Regions from separate parts of the Zea mays genome. Here all the other regions are linked to region 2. The links are chromatin contacts, called in public Hi-C maps. All regions are on one chromosome and are shown on one strand. Each heading gives the region's core, a stretch centred on a gene start, on an enhancer-like site or on the middle of the called end of the contact. The rest is flanking DNA. Distances are from core to core; before and after follow the strand shown. Region 1 has its middle 46 kb from the start of LOC103633547. Region 2 holds the start of LOC542576 (heat shock protein26). Region 3 has its middle 5.1 kb from the start of LOC100193461.

Evidence for each region. Hi-C and Micro-C count contacts between places; a contact is called where the count stands out from the background.
Region 1: a contact with region 2 is called in a Hi-C map of ear, with 2.8 times the contacts expected there. The contact joins the enhancer-like site here to the promoter of LOC542576 in region 2. A contact is called at or near these places in 2 of 25 Hi-C or Micro-C datasets (ear and tassel).
Region 3: a contact with region 2 is called in a Hi-C map of ear, with 2.2 times the contacts expected there. The contact joins the enhancer-like site here to the promoter of LOC542576 in region 2. A contact is called at or near these places in 2 of 25 Hi-C or Micro-C datasets (ear and tassel).

Annotation. Positions count from the first base shown.
Region 1 is chr1:33,608,910-33,611,609 of Zm-B73-REFERENCE-NAM-5.0, reverse strand. No RefSeq gene overlaps it. Among protein-coding and RNA genes, the nearest start is that of LOC103633547, 46 kb to the right of the region's middle. Within about 2 kb of position 1,284, at least 18 of the 20 cell types and tissues checked have an H3K27ac peak or open chromatin away from gene starts, as enhancers often do. A contact at or near this core is called in ear and tassel, where this site is marked.
Region 2 is chr1:33,449,107-33,451,806 of Zm-B73-REFERENCE-NAM-5.0, reverse strand. LOC542576 (heat shock protein26) reads right to left here and starts at 1,279. Exons shown (of 2, transcript NM_001112113.2): 1 at 897-1,279; 2 at 194-795. The coding sequence starts at 1,155. The coding sequence ends at 332.
Region 3 is chr1:33,262,354-33,265,053 of Zm-B73-REFERENCE-NAM-5.0, reverse strand. No RefSeq gene overlaps it. Among protein-coding and RNA genes, the nearest start is that of LOC100193461, 5.1 kb to the right of the region's middle. Within about 2 kb of position 1,278, at least 17 of the 20 cell types and tissues checked have an H3K27ac peak or open chromatin away from gene starts, as enhancers often do. A contact at or near this core is called in ear and tassel, where this site is marked.

The DNA of each region.
Region 1 (2,700 bases), core at 35-2,534, 160 kb before region 2:
GCGTTGTTGGCTCGGTGAGTCGGTGTTGGAGCGAGATGAACAGCGAAAACTGTCACCAGTCACCACTCACCAGTTCACCACTGCCGTGAGGATGATTGATGGTTGACTGAACTGTGCCCCTCACCTGCAAATTTAATGCTAACTTTAATTGTCTCATAATGAGCTGTTATTGCTTGCAGTAATCCTCTAACCAAGCCAGCCATACTTTGCCATTAAGACCAATCCGAGAAGTCGAGCAGCTTAAGGGAGCATGACAATATAGATAGTATGTTGTGGTTCTCAAGAGGTAGATACATTAAAGAAACTCGTACATACAATTCAATGTATTTAAACGTTGTATTTTATTCACCAAACCTTTTTAAAATACATCACATCTATGTGTGTTGTATGAGTTTAACCGTATCTGAACTTAGACAATCATGTTAGAGACGTTCCTTCATCAAAATAAGTCTCTAGTTTTTTTTGCACTTTTCCCTTTAAATACCCCTTAAAATATACGTGATTTATGTAGACTGTACATGTTCTAAAGGAAGACATAGAACTTCAGCCGCTGTTGATCTCCAACTGAGGATTGGTTTGGAACAAAGGAGAGATAAACGTAGGGTGACAAAACCTCCCACAAATAACTAAATATCTTATATAAATAATATTACTAGGATTGCTTACCTTGAGAAAATACAGAGATCCCTAACGCCCTGTTTGGATCATTGGAATTGAATTACATTCTTATAATAGTAATTTAGGCATATATCAATTAAGCTAATTTAGTTTTATGCAAAATATATTTGTATACTATTATTAGAAAGATGTCGGAGATATTTATGTGTTATATTTTTACTATAGATGAGTGAGACGAACAGTGTCATGTAAGTTACAGAGTAGAAACAAATTCTACTAATGCATAAAAACATTTCTCATTCTTCACTCCATAAATTTGAGATATGTTTATATATGAACTTTGGAAAGCGGTGGAATGTAAAATTCCAAACTAAATAAGTTACTTTATTAAGTGAATTTCAAATCCTCTACAATGAAAAGATCCAAACGCTCAATAATAGATTTTAGTTTTCAAACTAGGCCTGACGTAAATACCTTCCCACGGTGTAAGCAAAAAGAGAGAAAAAAGAACAGCCTCTAAACTGCACGAAACAGGAGCACAGGCGCTCCCAAGCACTGACGGCAAGTCCCGCGGCAGCCAGCCAGCTAGCCATGTGCACCGTGCACGCGCACACGCTCCTCCCCTTCGGTGAGCGGCTGACAAACAGGCCCCTCCTACTCTCACTCCGGTATTTCCGGTCGGCCCACAACAGATCCCGGGTCGGCGCTTCCCACGGGCTAAACGGGCCAAGAGCAGCCCACGAGCCACGCGCGCCAGGGCGCGCTCTGTCCACTCGGCCCATGTGCGCAAAAGGTACCTCCCGCGCACCCTTACTCCTGGGCCTACGCGCACAAGGGGCGAACCACGTGCTAGCCTACCGCCCTCCAAATCACTACAGGCTGGCCCATTTGGCTCGCACAGCACCCGCCTTGCAACAGAGGAACATCAATTGGTAATTCAGGCCCCAGGGCTGAAAATATCGGCCCAAAAAATTAAGCTGTCCAACCAAAACAAAAGTGTTAAATAACCCTAGTTAGGGTTATGTAGGCAAATACCTGCTTTGCCCCTGAGGGGTCTCACATCTCTATATAAAGAACCTGTACACCCCCTCATAATACAGAGATCAGAAAGAGGCCAGAGGTTCAACCCTATATGTGTGTTTCCTCTTTCGTGTTATGGGAAGTGAGACGGGTTCTCTACAGCTTCTTGCGCCTCTACTGCTGACGGAAGGGAAGGGAGCAGATCTGGTGATCCGTGGTAACGTAGTTATCAGCACGTTATCAGCACGCTCTACCTCGACGTTGCTGCTGGATCAGATCTGCATCAACTCTCCGTCAATCCGGCAGGTCTCCGGCCTAGCCGAACTGTCCTACGCGACAGGCTTCGATTCTCCCTCTACGCAATCGAACGGTATTGTCGGCGTTTCGACCCCGGGGGTCCCTGGACCGACGAGTAAATTGTCGCCGCGTGCCCCAGCCCAGATGGGTCGGCGCGAGACGGAGCGTGAAGGGGGAGAAAGCCGGAGGGAGACAGGCGTAAAAGGGGAAACCCACGACCTTCGTGTTTGTCCCGCGCCCAGGTCGGGTGTGCTTGCAGTAGGGGGTTACAAGCGTCCACGCGGGAGGGAGCGAGAGGCTTACGCGAGCGCCGTCCCGTCCTTCCCCGCGTGGCCAACCCTCTGTAAGAGGGCCCTGGACCTTCCTTTTATAGGCGTAAGGAGGGGGTCCAGGTGTACAATTGGGAGATGTAGCAGTGTGCTAACGTGTCTAGCAGAGAGGAGCTAGTGCCCTAAGTACATGCCGTCGTGGCAGTCGGAGAGGTTTTGGCACCCTGTTCGTGTGATGTCGTGGCCGTCGGAGGAGCACTGGAGCCTGGCGGAAGGACAACTGTCGAGGCTGTCGAGTCCTTGCTGACGTCTCCTTGCTTCCGTAAGAGGGCTGAGAGCCGCCGTCGTCATGGAGCATGCGGGGCACCATCATTACTTATTTACCGGGGCAAGCCAGATGGGATGCCGGTCTTGTTCCCCGTAGCCTGAGCTAGCTAGGGGTAGGGTAATGATGGCCCCTCCTGTGACGTGGTCGGTCCGAGCCCTGGGTTGGGCG
Region 2 (2,700 bases), core at 30-2,529:
CGTGAATAAGGATGCAAAATCATGATACTAACTTTTCAAGGTTAGGAGAATCGTTTTAGTTAAAACTATCTAAAATCAACGTAAACACAAAATCAAACAAATCGTTGAAATAGTCACTTTCTATATCTAAATTGGCTAGACTCTTATGTTTCTACGAGCGTAATAATTTTTCCCATAGCTATATTGAGCTAGATTCTTGGAATAGCAGAATTGAAGCGTTTATTTATTCACATTATTCCACACGTTGGGTCACGAGTACTGATACGGTCGGCGCGAAGAGCCCAACCCACGCTAGTGCTACACAAAGACCCGTCGTGACAGCTCAGTTTGTCTACTGGACCTGCACGTCGATGACCTTGCGCTCCACCTCGGTCTTGGGCACGGTGACGAGGAGCACGCCGTTCTTGAGCTCGGCCCGCACCTTGCTCTTGTCGCACTCATCCGGCAGCGCCAGCCGCATGTCGTAGGAGCTCACGCTGCGCTGCTTCCACCACCCGTCGCCGTCGCCACCGCTGCCGCCCTCCGCGCCCTCCTCCTTCTTGTGCTCCCCTCGGATGACCAGCGTGTCGTCCTCCACCATCACCTTCACCTCGTCGCGCGCGAGGCCCGGCATGTCGATCCGCATCTTCACCTCCTTCTCGTCCTCCACGATGTCCCACGGCAGGCGTACGTCGCCGGTGGTCGCCGGGGACCTCCGTGTCCCCATGGGGAACCCCACGGCGTCGTCGAACAGCCTGTCCATCGTGTCCAGCATCTGCCGCATCGTCCGCATCGGCGACATCGGATCAACTAACCCTGCACGCTTAACCACGTGATGTTAGCCTCCTCTTCTCTGCAATCCTCTGTTTTGGAAGGAGAACCGGTCGTAAATAAAAAATAAAAAACCGAGGACTTACCGAACGGGGATGGGGAGATGTCGAGCGCTGTCGCGCGGCGCGGGCGGCGCTGCACGGCGTTGCCCTGCTGCCTGTTGCCGCCGTTCTGGCTAACCTGTACGTCGACACTGTTGTCCCTGTTCTCCTGCGCCGCGGACGCCACGGCGAGCGAGCGGGCTCTCCCGGACGACGCAAACCCGTGCGCGGGCCTCCAGGCGCGGACCGGGAGGCGCGCAACGGGGGAGAGCCGGCCGGCAATCGCGAACGGAGCAGCTGCCATTTCGCTACTTGGGGGCTGGGGCTATGTGAATCTGGGAACTGAAATGCTGAGACTGAGAGAGCTCAAGACTGTCCGGATTTGGTTACCGATCACTGCCTGTGCTTGCGAAGCGCTTTGCTTTCCTGGTTGGAGACCGTGGATCGACGGCTCCTTTTATAGGTCATGTCACGAGTGCCGTGGAAGGATGGGGAAAGACGTTGAAGCTTCCGGACAGATGCCGTAGCCTGGTCCCGGGAGTGCGAGGGGAGAGAGCTTCGCGACGGCGGGGCGGGGTTCTCCACGCTTGTCGGCTTCTCTTGAACATTCTCGTGCGCTCTAACCTCAACCCGCTTCGACATTATCTGAGTTTCGTGGGCCTTTGCTCTGTGGCGGAGAATCGCAATGAACTTATCACGGGCCGTGCCTGGGCCGTGATTCAGCCGTGTCATCGCGTCCTCTAAATACCATCGTTTTAGATCTCAAACTTATTTATCTATGTTATTTCGGTTGCTGATTATATCATTCCGGTTTCTAAACTTAAAAAACACTTGTTTAGATTTTTGAACTTATTCAGTTATACCACAGCCCCTAAATGTTATAAACTTATAAATTCAGAGTGCACTTAGAAATATAAAATCCAAATTTATTATTCCCTCTCGTCCGGGACGTGCTATTGCTCGGCGCTGTTGAAGCCCGCTCATCCACCTCTCCCTCTCGTCGCTCCCCCACAAAAATAAAACAGTTCGCCTGCTTCCGCTGCTTCGCCACTGATCACCAAATTGCTGCTTGCCGGGATCCCATCCGCTGTCGCTCTTGTCGACGCCAGGGTCACCGTTGTCGTGAGTGCCCCATGCCAGTTAACCATAAACTAACCCCCTTGCCCCACCGCTGCCCTACGCTTCTCCCTCCTACGCCGCAGGTCTCTCTGTCGCCGCCTCGTATGGCTGCTACAGCTCCTCTAACCTCCCAACACCATGCCCCACCACCGGCTCCCTCCCGCTCCCCTACTTCGCCTCTTCTCCCTGCATTCCCTGCTTTACCACCGCGCCACGCCCCTTCCACCACCTCCGCCCATCCTCCTCCTGTTGGTGTTACCCCCATCAGTTCCTTGTCGGAAACTGTCGAGTGTGCCTCCCTGACTAGCTCGGTCCGCCAGGGATCCCTCGAAGTTTTTCTCTCTCTCGGCCGGCACGACGTGGCCGCTGCATTCGCATTTGTTCGTATAACTCCGCAATTGGCAGTGTCTGCCCCGGCACCATTTATTCGGGAGGCGATCCGTGCTGCTTTCCCGCTCATCACCTTCGAGGTTCTCCCCTCGTCGTTCGGATCGTTGCTGGTGCGCTTTCAGTCGGCAGGTGATTGTACTGCTGCTGTGAGTCGCTCCCCCCTATTGCATGAGGATGTGGCGATCTTCTTCGAGCGCCACGACGGGAGGAGTGTCAAACAGCCGGTTGATGTGCTTGCGGTCTTGTCTGTTCATGGGTTCCCTCTGACCTTCTGGCACGAGGAGTTCATCCGCCAGGCGTTCCAAGTATTTTGCTCAGTCGTGGAAGTCGACTGGCGTTG
Region 3 (2,700 bases), core at 29-2,528, 190 kb after region 2:
GGCTCCTGTTGGAGGTGTTTTTTTTCTAGAGAAAGCCCTTTATTTTAAAATACCATTCTATATAAGGTCCCTGTTGGAGTTGCTCTAAGGAATAAGCCGGGTTAGGAATTCAGAACATAAAAGTTGAAAATAAATGTTTATTAAGCAAATGCCTTTTTAAATTGCTTAACGAGGATGGCTTATGGCAACAGTTGTTACATAAAAAGAATCTCTATAGGTACCCTTTGTCTAAAGTGACATGTAAACCTGGGGATTCACGCTGTCGGGGTTAATGATGGTGAAGGATACCTTTTTAAGACTAGGAAAGTTCATCCTAAGAAATAGGGAACATATTATGTTTTAGGAAGATAAATGGCTAGAAAATCATACGTTTATGTCTCAATATCCGAGTCTATACTAGATTGTGAGACAAAAAATTCCACGGTTGCTACAGTTTTGTGATCAGTTCCTAAGTCTCATTCTGTAGGGCTTTAGTTGGACCAACCTCATCTTGTGGCATAATCTAATACATGTTCAATTACAAGCTGAAAACGATATTTTTAAATGGAATCTAAATTCCTATGGGTGTTTTGCGGTTCAATCTATGTATGGGTCTCTTATAAATAACGAGATTGTGTTTCATCAGAAGTTAATTTAATCTGGAAATTAAGAATACCTCTTAAGGTTAAAATTTTAAGTGGTTCTTATTGAAAGGAGTGATGCTGACAAAGGACAATTTAGCAAAACGCAACTCGCAAGGTAACAAAAAATATGTGTTCTGTAATCTGAATGAATCCATTCAACATTTATTTTAACTGTCATTTTCCTCATCACTTGTTGCGATTGTTACCCATTTGCTTTGGTTTGACGTGCCCTAGATCTGTTAGACATATCTTTAGGACTTAGTTGTTGGGAGTGGATTTGAAGACTGAGAATCTTGTTAAATGTCTTAGCTCTGTGCTAGACTATTTGGATAAGCATGAATACCTTAGTGTTTGATAACGCTCATATGATGATTTATTTACAGGTTCTGTTCAAAGGTACTCATTGGCTGAGACTCTGTTTGTAGCTCCAAAGCAGTGAAGACGCTGCTGTTTTAATAAGGAACGCTTGTCGATGTCTCAGACACCGGACTATGCAGCTCTTTGCTTTTCCAGGTTTCCTATACCAGTCGGAGGGAAGCAAAGTTAGATAAAAAAAAGACATAATTAGTGTGGACTTGCAATGGGCTTAGTTTTACTCGTGGGACGTACCACTGTTGGGCCAGTTATATTAGATGGGCTTGCTTTGATTGCCAGGTTGAGTCCGATGAGTTATTATTGGGCCCTGTTTCATATCTGGGCTTTAAAATGTGGGATGGTACATTAGGACAATGATTCGCATTGCTGCTTCGGCAGGATTGTCACGGACACATGGATCGAACTTGTAGGTGACCCCGATTCGCACCCATCACCATAAGCATAGGTAAGCTTATCATGGGCAGTGTAGGAAAAATTTCCGCTCGGTTTTCCATGGTGTGGTCAGATGAATTTCTGGCTCAGGAGGAGCAGGAGTGGTTAAGTGCTTATCAAGACGTCATAGTAATTAGCGGCGGTAGATCCCGATATGTTCGAGTGATTTTCAAGATGGTAAATAGTTAGACAATTTCATATCAAAGCAGCTGATGGTAGAGACAGTCGGCGACAGACAAATTAAAACTTGATTTAGACAGAAGACGTAGGGCGCTGGAGAAAATACTAGTTTCGCTAGGCGCTTCTTAAAAACCTTTTTTTTTTCTCTCTCTGTGCAGAATTGGTAAGGACCAAAGGTTACAAATTCTTCTGCCTCAAATCTTCAGTACAGACAGACCCTGTAGAATCTAGTTGCCGTGTCATGGCGCAACAATGAAAAGAGACAAAACCCTATAACCCAAATAGTTTAGGTCAAACAGCCAAAAACTGCAAAAAGAAGACTACGGTCCCGTAAATCTACGGGCTAAATGATACACGCTTTTTTTTCTTTGCTCAGCGAGACTAGCTCGTGTGGGCGTTCCTTTCTTCTCCCATATAACAGTACAATAAAGTTATAATAAAGTGGCTTTGACACAGCTGCGCGAACAGTGAAGTCATGCTTAGTGCTGGAAATCTGGGCCGGGCTTTTCGGGCCAGCACGAGCACGGCCCAAAAATAAGAGTCCAAAGCACGGCACGGCACGACACGAAATAATATGGGCCGGGCTAGCACGGCCCGAAAGCAGGCCTGGTCGGGCCTCAAATTCCGACCCGTCGGGCCTCCGGCACGGCCCGCATAGATGGGTCGGGCTTGGGTCGGCACAGCCTAATTAAGCCCAATATGTTTAATTTCTTTAATTTAGTAAGATATCGAGTTTATATTGTTGTTATATTTTGAGTTTATGTGGTTAAATTATGCTATAATTGTTTAATATCTTTAATTTAGTAAGCTATTAACTTTGTATGGTTATAATATTTTCATTTTATGTGGTCAAATATACGGGCCAGGCTTGGGCCGGCACGGCCCAAAGAAGGCACGACGTGGTTTAGGACCGGATCGGGTCACTGTTTGTACACTTCAGACTGATACAGCACAACCTAAAAATTGTTTGGGCTTTCCTGGCCCGAACTTATTTAGCACGAAGCACGATGGGCTTGCGCCAGGCTGGCCCGACCCGGCCCAATTCCCAGCACTACTCATGCTGCAGAGTGCAGATGCCCGGGTGAATGCC